2 separate regions of the Hordeum vulgare genome follow, and region 2 is linked to region 1. Evidence: chromatin contacts called from public Hi-C data. All regions are on one chromosome and are shown on one strand. Each heading gives the region's core, a stretch centred on a gene start, on an enhancer-like site or on the middle of the called end of the contact. The rest is flanking DNA. Distances are from core to core; before and after follow the strand shown.

Region 1 (6,301 bases), core at 2,587-5,086:
GGAGGGAGTAGTAGATTAATTCTCCATAACAATAAATATTATGGTACAAAGAAAGTAAGAAGCATCAAGGACTGAGAGAACCATGTCAAATCAAACAGGATTTCATCATAACAAGCTTTTCTTTCTTGGTCAAAACTGGCTAGAGCGTACAAAACAAAGACCAAACCACACGTACCAAGCTACAAGCCTACAACCTCATACAAAACACAAAAAACTTGAACGCTCTCCACCTCTGCACAAACAAACCTGAAATTTAACCCAAAGAAAGAAAAGGGAAACAAATAGTAGTAGAGAAAAAAAATCCACCACATCTACATCCAGACCACCTTTACCCTTTTCTGATTATCTCAATCTCCATCTGTCCTTTCGAAGTGGTGTGCATGCCTCCGAAGCTGGCACCATGATTCAGCTTGGTGAAAGCTTCGGATGGCCCTAATGATTCCTGCCACCACCAACCGCATCATAAAGCCCGCAATGCTGGACCAGCGCAGGCCAGGCGAGCAAAGCGTTCCCTTGAACACAAGCCATTATCTTGCACAAGGGAGAGGTACCATATCATAGATCCACTGCTACTTGGACCATTCCTGTCGATCGGCTCACCATAGCCGAACAACTATAAATCTGCAAAGCACAATAATATCTTGTTTCAGGACATTGTTGTTGGTAACCAAAACTGCCACAATAATTCAGCTACGCCGATGCAGTTAAGGAAGATAATATAGTGTGTCTAAAAATGGCCGCAAGGGTATAACAAGAACTTACCACATCTAATATATATGTAGATTCATCTGCTATGCTGAATTTGCGGCAATGGCATCATCAGCGGCGTGCTTGCCATGAAGCTCCACGCTCCGGAGCTCGCGGAGATGCTGCAGGATCTCCTGGAGAAGGTGCATGCCCTTGTCTCCTTTCTTGAGGGACTTGATGCAGTGCCTCAGGAACTCCTTGTCCGCCTCCAGTGCTTGCAGCCTCTCGTACACATGATCGACCTCCTCGATTATCGCCAGCCTCTCTTGCTCTTTCGCAAACACGGCGGGGACCGGTATCGTCGAATCATCGGCGTCTACAGGTGATGCACGGTCGAGGTTGTGGTCACCGACTGCGTCAAAGAGAGGCAGAAGGCTCTTTCCTCTGGAAACAAAAGCTCTGCCTTCAAACTTGGCCTTGTTGCCGGTGACACCATTCTCCGGCGAATGGGCACCGTGATCGTCTGAGGAATGGCCGGTGGCCGCATTGCTGTCGCCGATATCGTCGTCTTCCAGCGTGAAGAGCCTCTCCTCGAGTGCCTTGAGCTCCTCCAAGATGGACAGCCTCTCCATCTCCATGTACGTCAGGGAATCATCCAGCGCCACAAGATGACCGGTGTTCTCTTGATCCGCCCTTGGGCTAAGAGTAGCGTCCGGCAAGCTCCGAAGATCGCCGTCGCCGTTGGGAGACTCGCCCAGCTCGCACGAGTCATCATCTGAATGCCCGTCGCTGTCCTCGCCGCTGGACGAAACAGAGGTGCCATTGCCGTCGGGGCCATGGGCATTGTCCTTGAAGGCCGGCATCCTCCTCCTCTCCTTGTCCTCATAGTGCAGCACCTTCTGCCTGCACAGCTCCAGCTCCCTTTCCAGCTCCTGCTTCTCCCTCTCCCTCTTGGTGACCAGCTCCGTCAGCAGCTGCATCGCCTCCTGGTCGTACTCGGACTGCTCCTCCATCATCCTCTGGTACTGCAGCGCCTCCATCTGCATGGCGGCCTTCTCCTCCTGCAGCCGGTTGATCATGGCCATCGTCTGGTTGGTCGCGATGGCCGCGGCGTTCCTCTCTTCCTCGAGCTCGGCGTACATGGCGCTGAGCGTCTTTCGATCCGCTTGCAACGCGGATCTCAGCTGCTCGACGGTGGAAGGCTCGGCGCACTCGACCTCGCTCGACACGCTTCCATCCAAGGAAAGGGACAGCGACCGCTTCCTCTCGAGCAAGAACCTTTTGCCGGAGTTTTGGGCAGCAAAGCTGTAGGTGGGCGTCTCCGGTGCCCTGTCTTCGTCCTCCTCGTTCTGGTCATTCGATTGGTACTCAAATCTCCGGCTGGCCGTCACCTCATGCTCTGCTTCACTCGCTTCTGATCGAACATAAATATCAAATTAAAGTTGTGGACAGACAGAGTCACTGTGAAAGCATCTCAATGGGGGCAAGCAAAAGTAAAAGTGAGAGCACTCTGCATTCTGCAATGATTGTATCACCTTGCTCAGCTGGGGCTGTTTCATGGCGGATTTGCAGCGGTGATGTCCGGTCATCTGCGTATTCCAATGGAGAAAACAGCTCCTCTAGCGCCACCAGTTCTTGAAACGGAGCACCATGGCCGTCTTGCTCCTGCTCGCAGATATCGCTCCCGATTGACACCTCGCAGTTAGTCTCCACCTCTGCTGATTTGCTGCCATCTTCAGGAATTGCTTCGGTAGCTAGAAGTAGAACCAAACAAAAATCATGAGATGAGATGATGGGACAGTAATCGACTAGAGTAAAATTGAACGGGCCGAGAAGCAAATTACCTTGAGGCACAACAATATCTCCTTCATCGGTCCTGAAATCTCCAGTTTCGGCAGTATCTTCAAGAACCAGTTCATCATCTTGTGGAATGGAATTCTCAGGCATGGCAGGGGCCGTTGCAACCGAAGAAGCCAGCATCCTCTTCTCCTCCAGAACCACTGCGGCATCAAGATCACGCTCATCGTCTGCAGTACGATTCATGTCACCCTCCTCGGAGCCAGGGGCATCCGGATGCAAACTCGAATCGTCGGCAATTGTCATCTCATCAAGTGCCACAACCGGCACCAACCGATCGTCGTCGTCGGGCGTGATCTCTTCGCCCTGAGCCATGAACTCCATGGACTCGTCCTCCACGGCAGCCGCCTTAATCTCCCCTGTCTGCTCTTGGGCTTCCTCTTCGTTTTGCTGCTCTGGTTGTTCCACCTCTGTTTGCTCCTCTTCTTCCTCTTCGTGGTCTTCTTGATCCAGCAGAACGTAGCCCTGACCTTGTTCTTCTCCTTCTACGGCTGCCTTCTCGTGTTGTGCAGCAGGACCCTCCAGCTCGCGTGAGGAAGTGATCTGTACGAGAGCTTTGCAGCAAGAACACACCGCGGCGCCTGCCTCCTCTGCGTCGTTCATCATCTCTTTCTTCCAAGAAGAGAGGCAGCCCTCGCACATGTCGGCGGCGTCGGCGACGAGGCGGCGGTGGTGGAGGCAGTAGCCCATCCCGGAGATCTCCGCCGCGTGGGCGCCGCAGAGGAGGCCGCGCAGCCAGCGCGCGTCGCCCGCCGCCTGGTCGGCGCCGTCCTCCTCCTCCGCGCCGAAGAGGCGGTCGGCGCGGGAGCAGAGGAGGCAGGGCGGCCTGAGGCCGAAGTAGGCGGCGAAGCGGGCGACGGCGTGGGAGAGGAGCCCGTTGAGGAGCAGCAGCGCGATGAGGACCCACTCCAGCGCCGCGTAGGCCAGCGCGGACGTGACCCTGTGCGTCCGCCTGTGGAGCGCCGCCGCGTACCTGGACGTCGGCGACGCCGCCGCCATGGCCCCTTCGCGCGCGCGCTCCCGCCCGGCCTGATCCCTACTGCCGCCGCGGCATGAAAACCGCGATCTTGGCGGCGTGCGTGCGTGCGTGCGTGCGTGGGAAATGGAGTCGGAATCGGGCTGCCTGCCAAGCGAGACCGAGGGAAGAAAGAAAGAATCTGGTTGCGGGTGGCTGGACGAGTCGTGTGTTGAAGCTTCCTCTGCTCTCACCTTTTGTGCGGGGGAAGAAAGGCCGGGGCGGCCATTGGATTGGACCCCATGAGAGCGAGGGAGCGAGCAGGAGCACGCTTTGGGTTGATTTTTTTTGTTTGTCTATCCGCGTTTGAATGTAGGGGAGGACGGACGAGGTTGGAATTCTTCCGGCTCGTGGCTGTGGCCGGCCAGCCACCCAGTGTGTACGTGCCTGCGTTACTTACTGGGAAGATGGACGAGATGCTGCACCCACCGGACGAGACTTGCGTTGCGTAGTGAGTGCCGAGCACGACACCGCGAGGCGCGCAATCCGGCGGATCGGTCTCGCTCTCGGTTGGCGGTCAAACATATGGCAAGACAGATTTTAGTCTGTCGTCAGTTTCAGTTTCAACTTTCAAGCCCCACCATTACAAAATAGTAGTAGAAGTATATATGAGACATTTCGGCAGCAGCAGCAGTAGAAACGGACGCACGTATGGATGGACAACAAGACGTGCCATGCATGCTGTATCGTGTAGGAATTCCGCATCCCCTGTATCGTGTGGAGGCCGTAGCCGGGCCCCGTGGACACAACACGTACGTCCTTCTCAGCGCAGCCACGGGCTTTCAAGTTTTGAGTTGGCTGGGCAGGGGAGTAGTGATGCGTTTGACATGATCCAGCATGTCACTATCCATGTATCGGCGAGAAAACGAGGTCTGGAGGCGGTGGCTGCTCTACGGCTCCAGGGGAGCAGGGTTGGATAATTGGGTGGGAGTTGATTGCGCGGCAGCGCCCACCCGCGACCGACCTGACCCCGCGCTCGTCCTGCATGCGGGCGGGCGGGTATGCAGCTCCCTTTGCCTTTGATGCCCCGGCTCCCAACTTTGGTTCGTCCGCCAGCCCGGTACATGGCCATACGCCCCCACCCGCCACCGAGCCGTTGTCTTTTCTTTTTCAAAGGAGCCAGAAATGAAAAAAGTCCATTTTAAACCTTGAACTGGTAGGGCTTCGGCGAATCAAGTCCGAACTTAAAATCCCTGCCGTTTGTACTCTAAACTCTTAGATCCCGGTCTAAATCAAACCTTGGTAGCGTTTTAGAGGTAAACACGTTCACGTGGTCATGATTCTTTATGTCTTGTGGGCTAGGATGCGTTATAACCACCACGTGCGGTGAGAGACGAGACCACAACAAAGAAATTGGGGATTTTGGATTGGGAGAAGTAGGGTTAGGGGCGGCGGCGACGGATCATGAGCGGCGCGGCGGCGGAGCACATTGCGCACGGCGACGGCTGATCTGTCCTAGGGAATATCGTGGTCATCAGGTCATTCTGTTGTTGCTGCTCATGGCTTCCGTCGAGCCGCAGGAAGGAGAGGGGAGGAGTTGAGGTCGCCGGTGCCCTACAGGGAGAGCCCGATGGCTTACGAGCCGGCGAAGCTTTGCTGGTGCAATCCTCGTCGGAAGGCACCAAGATGGATTTCCTAGAGCATTCCTAACCCAGGTAGGAGGTACTACGCCTGCGTCGATGCCATGGTGAGTTTGATTTTGATGTTGTTTCTGTTCATTTGTTCTCCTCCCCACTGATTCGTTTCTGTTACTACAAATGAACAGCATGGTGGTTGTGGATTTGTTGAATGGCATGATGATCCATTGTCGAAGTATTGAGTGATCTGATTAGAGATCTGCGAGATGAAGTGCGTAGGCTGAGAGGTGGAGGGAATGATTCTCGGTTTGAAGATGTCACTCCATTTGTGGTTGTGCCTGAAGCTCAAATTGGAAGCAAGGTGTTGGCTATGTCTCTGCAAGATCAGCTGAAAGAGAAGAATGCAGAGATAGATGCACTCAAGGGGAAATATTACAATGTTGTCTTTGTTTTTGCTATCTTTGTGGTAGGTTTAGTGGTAGGGGAAATGCTACTGCAGTAAGATTGTAAGCTGACAGTTGAATGCAATGTAGTAGTGCTCTTTTGGCAAGTTAAGTCTATTCCAAACCCTCGCTGCAAATGCTACTGCTGTATATACTGACATTTGTATCCAAGTTAATGTTTGCACTGAGTGAAATAGCAGGGAAATTTGCACTAATTACTGATATATCAACTCCATCCAACACTGACATTTAGTTATCATCCAGCACTGCCATTTAGTAGGTTTTGGCCATTACAAAAGATATGTTGCAATATCAACATTACATCAGAAATGTTTGAAACATTGCAACGTCAACAAAAGTACTAGAAATGATCAACTTTGATCAATGACTAGTAGTTTCCACTGCAGGTGAAATACTGATAGGTTGGCATTGTCTCAGCAGCCCTTCTTCTGCCCCTTTTAGCTCTAGATCTTGACCCGCTTGTAGTAGATGCTCCAGGATTTGCAGATGCACCAGATGAGCCAGGTGCAGCAGATGAGCCAGGTGCGGACCTCTTTCTTGGAGGTTTAAACCTGTTGGTTCTTGGAGGATTTGCAGATGCACCAGATGCAGCAGTTGAGCCAGGTGCAACAGTTGCTGGTGGAACTTGAGGTTCTGATGCAAATGTTCCTTTGGTTTGCTGCCATTTTTTGCAAGTTAGGACCAGCGTGAAGAAACTACTT
Region 2 (6,301 bases), core at 1,326-3,825, 320 kb after region 1:
TATTCGTTTATTATTGATCATTGCTGCTTCATATGTTTATTCTCATCCAACTAATATATTTACAAACTTTTAAAATGTTGGACTATTTCTTCTTTATCTTTTGGGGCTTTCCTGTGAAAGCAAGATGAATTTCGAGGAGTTCAATTTAATGTTAGTGCAGTTTCTTCCCTGGAAGAAAAAAGAAAGAATTGGTGCAGTGTCTCACGCCTATTGACTCAGTCTATTGCGCTCACTAAATATATCCATGTATGCTGGAGACACATGATCATATTTTTTGCCCGGTGCAACGCACGGGCATTTGTACTAGTGAGTAACTAACCAGGCTAGAAGGTGTATACATCCAACATTCCTACTTCGTAAAAACGATATCATTGCCCTATCAATGGTCCGGCATACCAAGCAGCGCAAAAGGCGCAAAATAACCAGACCAGCAGAAGATGCAAGATTGAAAACAACAAGAACAGCACATTGATAAATTAGACAAGTGCTCCCTCCAGCCAAAACAGCTAAGCTGTCATGTTACAATCATGTCTCGAGCATGCACCGGAACCATAAAACAAGTTTTCGAAAGAGACAGCGCTCAGCATCCAGCAGGAACATTACATTAAGATGCTTATTAAAACTCTGACACTTCTGGCAAGCTTAAACAGGTAGTCAACCGGTTGAACTGATCATTCATGGCACTTCATCAGTACCTGCACTTCTTCTTTGACCGCAGCTGAAAAGAATTGGTTGGAGAAGCAGTGCATTAGATCAAAGGCATGGCAAAAGACCAATGTGGGAACAAAACTTAACCTACATGTACTTATTTCTTTCAGCCGTCAGTATAAGAAGCAATATCGCGCACGGGAGTACAACACACACTGACAGTCTAAATCAGGCATAGCATAAAACCATTACGCATAGTAGGTTTGAGAAGCCCATTAAGATGATAGGTTAGTATCTAATGCTAGCTCATGTTGTGCTATCTTGGAGAACATAAATCATGTTGGGTTATCATCACTATGGATGAACACATGTATGATGGCATGATGCTACCTAGATATGGGGTAAAACAATTTGATTATTCGATCATAGGAGAAAGTCACACCTGGTTGCTGTGGCCACACTTCTTCTTGCGGCAACTCTTGGCCTTAGGAGGCAGGCGTGAGTAGCACCTACAAAACAAAATGGTGAAAAAGGTTAACTACAGCACAAGCACAGATATTTCCTGTGAACAACTTATCTTGTAAGCAAAGGTACGATGCAGATCATGCATGATCAACTAGGCACTTCAGGTACCAGATAGAAGTAATACAGTAAACAGTTACTACATTACACATCGTTCACAAAGAATGAGCACACTTATTGCAGGAAACAGTGATCTAAATCAGCAGTTTATACCGTAAGTGTGGGGATTTTCATGTATTGTGACTGGCCTAATTAACTATCGCAAGCCAATCAACCATCAAACCACTCAACCAGATTGAGAAGATGGAACATACAACAAGCAGTGGGAACTGATGAACCAACATGCATGTACATGGACAATTAGCATGCAGAAATCAGATGCCACCAGTGGGGACTGATGAACCAACAAACATGGCAGATGACACTAAAGATGCATCTTTTTTGTATCAACTCTCACATTTCAGCATCTGGACTGAAGGGACTGAAAACATAATGGTATCATAGTACTCACATAAATAAGTATTGCATCCCAATGGTTCTATCAATAACATTCCTTGGCTACTGACAATTAAAATAACCAATTCAGATATACTGCATACAGCACGAGGCCCAAAAAATTAATTACAGATATGCAAATCATGCCCTTCTATGCCTAGTGACTACACCACGCAAAGCAGCAATTTTTATCGAATGGGAGACGATTGGACATCCAGCATACATGCAAATCATACCCTTGCACGACTAAACACACAAAGCAACAACTTTTATCGAATGAGAGACTGTCGCACATGCAGGTATACCAACAAAAGCTAGCTAATTTGTTTGAGAAAGAAGGTGCAGGGGTTTATGCATTACTTGCGGCAGATGAGCTTGCCCTGGTTGTACTTCTGGGCGAGGGCCTTGAGGTTGGGCTCGATCAGGCAGGCGCCCCCGCGGAGGCGGAGCACGAGATGGATCGTGGACTCCTTCTGGATGTTGTAGTCGGCGAGGGTGCGGTCATCGTCCAGCTGCTTCCCGGCGAAGATGAGGCGCTGCTGGTCCGGGTGGATGCCTGCGACCGATCCACAACACATACACACCACAAAAGTAGATCAACGAAGGCCGATATCCAAAAAAAGACGGTGGATTCAACCTCGATGCTCATGGAAATGGAGGGCGACGGGGTAGGAAGAATGGTCCGTACCTTCCTTGTCCTGGATCTTGGCCTTGACGTTGTCGATGGTGTCGCTGCTCACGACCTCGAGGGTGATGGTCTTCCCCGTCAGCGTCTTCACGAAGATCTGCATCTCGTCGGCCCTCCGCTCCCGCCGCTTCGCCTTCCTCCTTCTCGAGCTCTCCGAACTGAAGGGGGGAGGGAGACGGTGATGGGTGGTTTGAACTCTGGAGGCGGCTGTGGGGACTGGGGAGGGGAGGGTAGGGTCGTCCTTATATAGCCGGCGGCCACGCCCACCCGCTGCGTGAGCTGGCGAAACCCTACCTGCCGGTGCCGGAGTTGCAGTCCGGCGCTCGCTCTAATGGTGGCGCGCCAATCGCAAATTTCATGCTGCGTGTGAGACCTTTACTAGTGCTAACCGCCCCGTTTACCGAGACGGTAATCGCTTGCCGTCACTAACGGCGACGTCTGTCCGCCTCGGCCCATATGGAAGGCCCAGCCCATACAGCTGTTCTGCGCCCAACTGGCAGTACGTCACGTCGCTTTGACCAGGGTTGCGGAGGAGAGGGGAGGCTTCTAGTCTAGAGACAAACCGATCGGACGGCTTGGGTGGGGCTGCTCGTAGATCGATGGTGCTCGATGCCAGATAGCTCTAGAGGCTTCTAGAGATACGACTATACGAAGGACAGATGCCTCCGCGTGTGCTTATGTGGTTCCGGTTGTATTCATGCAATCCCGCTTATAATCAAATCAGACATCACTATTTCCGTGGTTTGCAGGGCATTTGTTGCACATCCCACTTTGAGGATAATTTTTCGTTTTGAGGGATCATATTTCTTCTACTACGGAGTAGTAGACAGTGGCGTACCTAGCCGAGTAGGTTAGGGTGGGCCAAGTGCTGCTGTATACAATTTTTTTCTTTTGTTTTTTTTAACCTTCCTCTAATTGTATAAAATCACTTTTCAAATTTTAAGGTGAACCATGGTCCATCCCGAACACCTTCTACATCCGTCACTAGTAGATCCTCTATATCATATTTTTTTCTAATGATATCTTCCTCGTAGCATGGCCTCGTTGCCTCACTTTTTCCCCAACTAGAGCAAGTCTTAGGACAACTGAGCAATTGCTCGCCTATCACGGTATTGGTTGAATGGCTAGCGTGTCGTTTGATCTGACCACTACCGGCTAGAATGTCGACGATGTGCCTCCAAGCTTTCGCACATACCTTCTCAACCCATATTGCCCACTATCTTCACCGATTCATGTGTCCATCGATAATAATTCGTGTTGCCGTCGCCGCCCCCATTGAGTTCGAGTTCGCCGCCACCCATAATCCCAATCGCACCCCAAGCTCCCGCTCCGCCTCCTTGAGCCACCTCAACTAGTTTCATTCACCATCTAGGACGTCTTTCTCGGACTCCGTCGTCGCCATGGTGCGATAAGGCCAACACCTACAAGATGTTGATGCTCATGCAACGCACGAAGCTCGTCGCCGAGGAGTGAGAATACCATGAGCGTCGCTGGGCACACATCACAACCGGTGAGCCGTTGATCTCTTGGACATGAGCTCGGAAGAGGAATAAGACGACGGCGAAGAGCTGGCTCGGAGGAGTAATAAGAGGACGACGAAATGCACTCTTGGTCAATGCGCTTTTAATTAAACTAGCAAAATGGTCCGTGCGTTGCAGCGGGAGAAAAAAATGCATAATCTCCAATGGCAATAAGCACATTTTACTATAAACATGGATATTCACTATCATTCCCATTTTCGTGAAATCGTGAAAAATTTCTGAAAATAATGAACATTTTCTAAACTCGTGAACATATTTAAAATTGTGAACATTTTTCAAAATCACGAACATTTTTCTAAAATCATTAACATTTCGAATTCATGAACATTTTATATTATTTGCAAACATTTTTCTTGAACCGGCGAAAAATTCTAGAATTGACGAACAATCTTCTGGAAATTGGTGGAATAACTTTCAAAATTGGTGAACATTTTTGAAATGCATGATCTTTTCTGAATAAAAGAATATTTTATGAATCAGAAAACCATTTTAAAATTTATGAATATTTTCTTTTTTTTCAATTCATGAGCATTTTTTGAATTGGAAAATTTAAATCAATTTTATTAATATTTTTCAACACACTAACTTAAAAATTAAGAACATTTTTTGATTTTGCAAACATTTTTTTTTAAATTTCGAAACATTTTCTGCATGTACGAACATTTTTTAGAAATTGCAAGAATTTTCTGAATCCATAAATATTTATGAGTTATTAAACATTTTATTTCAAAATTCTTTTTTTTTGTTTTCATCATTTTTTAAATCTTGAAGTTATTTAAATAGCTAAAAGAATGCCGAGAAAGAAAAACGAAATTTAAAAAGCAGGTCTTCCATACATGGGTCAGCCCAAATTGGTGATGTATGTCGTCTCCTAGCACAGGGTGCAGTATAGGAGGTTCCTACATGGGCCGGCCTAGGCCGTGATTGTGTGTGTGAAACGTTTTTATATGACTTATATGTGGCATTGGTGGGTAATATTACACAATTTTGAGGACAATTTTGATGACGGACGACCAGAAGCAATATCTGCTTTATTATTAGGTAAAGATTAGAGTTATGAACAAAAAAGTTGTCTAGATATGTAACTACATGAACAAACTATACGATGCTAACAACAACACTAGCAAGCAAGCAAAGGATACACCACAATAAATACTTGCACAAAGTAAATGTGAGAAGTAACCACAAGTGGAACCGATGAAGATGATGGTGTGTTACCGAAGTTCCTTCCTTTGAGAGGAAGTATGTCTCCGTTGGAGCGGGATGGAGGCACATTGCTCCCCAATAAGCCACTAGGGCCGCCGTATTCTCCTCACACCCTCACACAATGTGCGATGTCATGATTCCACAAGTGGTACCCTTGAAGGGGACGACCGAACCTTGACAAACAAGGTTGGGGCAATCTTTACAAGTTAGTTGGAGGCTTCCAACACCTCCACGAAGCTTCATCATAATAGATTGTGGCTTCGAGGTGACCTCTTCCCTCTAGGGTGCTCAAATACCCAATAGTAACAAGATCCGCAAGGTAATAGTGGGGGAATCAAATTTCTCTTGATAGAAGTGTAGATCAAGGCTTTCTCCTCCAGGCAGTAGAGCATCAACAAATATCGATGGCTAGGGAGAGAGATCGAGCAAAAAATGAGCTTAGGAGCAACAAGGGAGCTTGGGTGAAAAGAGGTAAGTCAACTTGGGGAAGAAGACTAACTTATATAGAAGAGGGTGGATCCAACCATTATGCTCCTTCAGCCTATGCATAGGTGGTAGTACCGCTCGGGCGAGTGGTATTTCCGCTAGCACGGTAGATTCCAACGCAACATGCAACTGCTATTTTCTCTAGCATGGTATTTCCTCGGGCGGTGGTGTCGCGGAGCGGTACTACTGCTAGGTGTTGCAAGTGCGGGTGAAACCGCGGTAGTAGAGTAGGGCAGCACGGTACTTCTGCAGAGTGTGGTACTACTGCCCACTACTGTCGGTCTAGTACCGCTCGAAGGAGTGCACTTTCCAGAGAACCAAATATAAGCGGTACACCTTGCAAAGAAGGTATTGGTAGTACCCGCTAGGTTGGAGAGGTACTTCCGCTTAGTTATTGCGCCTACAATGGGAACTGTGGAAGTGGGGCAGTAGATCAAGCCGTAGAATCTCCCAAGCAGTACTACCGCATATTGCTAGCCTCTTTAGTATCGTGCATTGCCTTTTCTCACCTCAATAATTGGTGAAAACTTCGTCGGTGCATCCAAACCTCATGATATGATACACTTTATCACACATAAGCCTCCTTTATATCTTCCTCTAAGAAGCCACCATTCATACATATTATAGCATTTCCATATCCACTCCGAGACATATTGCCATGCAACTTCTATCATCATCATATACATGACTTTAGCATTAATTGTCATATTGCTTT

What was found. Hi-C and Micro-C count contacts between places; a contact is called where the count stands out from the background.
Region 2: a Hi-C map of leaf shows a contact between it and region 1, with 2.1 times the contacts expected there. The contact joins the promoter of LOC123449106 here to the promoter of LOC123449104 in region 1. A contact is called at or near these places in 5 of 6 Hi-C or Micro-C datasets (leaf, seedling and an unstated tissue) and 1 of 1 datasets of contacts at active chromatin or transcription factors (embryo).

What each region holds. Positions count from the first base shown.
Region 1 is chr4H:492,292,788-492,299,088 of MorexV3_pseudomolecules_assembly, forward strand. LOC123449104 (myosin-binding protein 2) reads right to left here and starts at 3,837. Exons shown (of 4, transcript XM_045126191.1): 1 at 2,532-3,837; 2 at 2,223-2,441; 3 at 763-2,098; 4 at 101-621. The coding sequence starts at 3,543. The coding sequence ends at 792.
Region 2 is chr4H:492,609,363-492,615,663 of MorexV3_pseudomolecules_assembly, forward strand. LOC123449106 (ubiquitin-like) reads right to left here and starts at 2,576. Exons shown (of 4, transcript XM_045126194.1): 1 at 2,354-2,576; 2 at 2,026-2,221; 3 at 1,091-1,157; 4 at 446-718. The coding sequence starts at 2,456. The coding sequence ends at 689.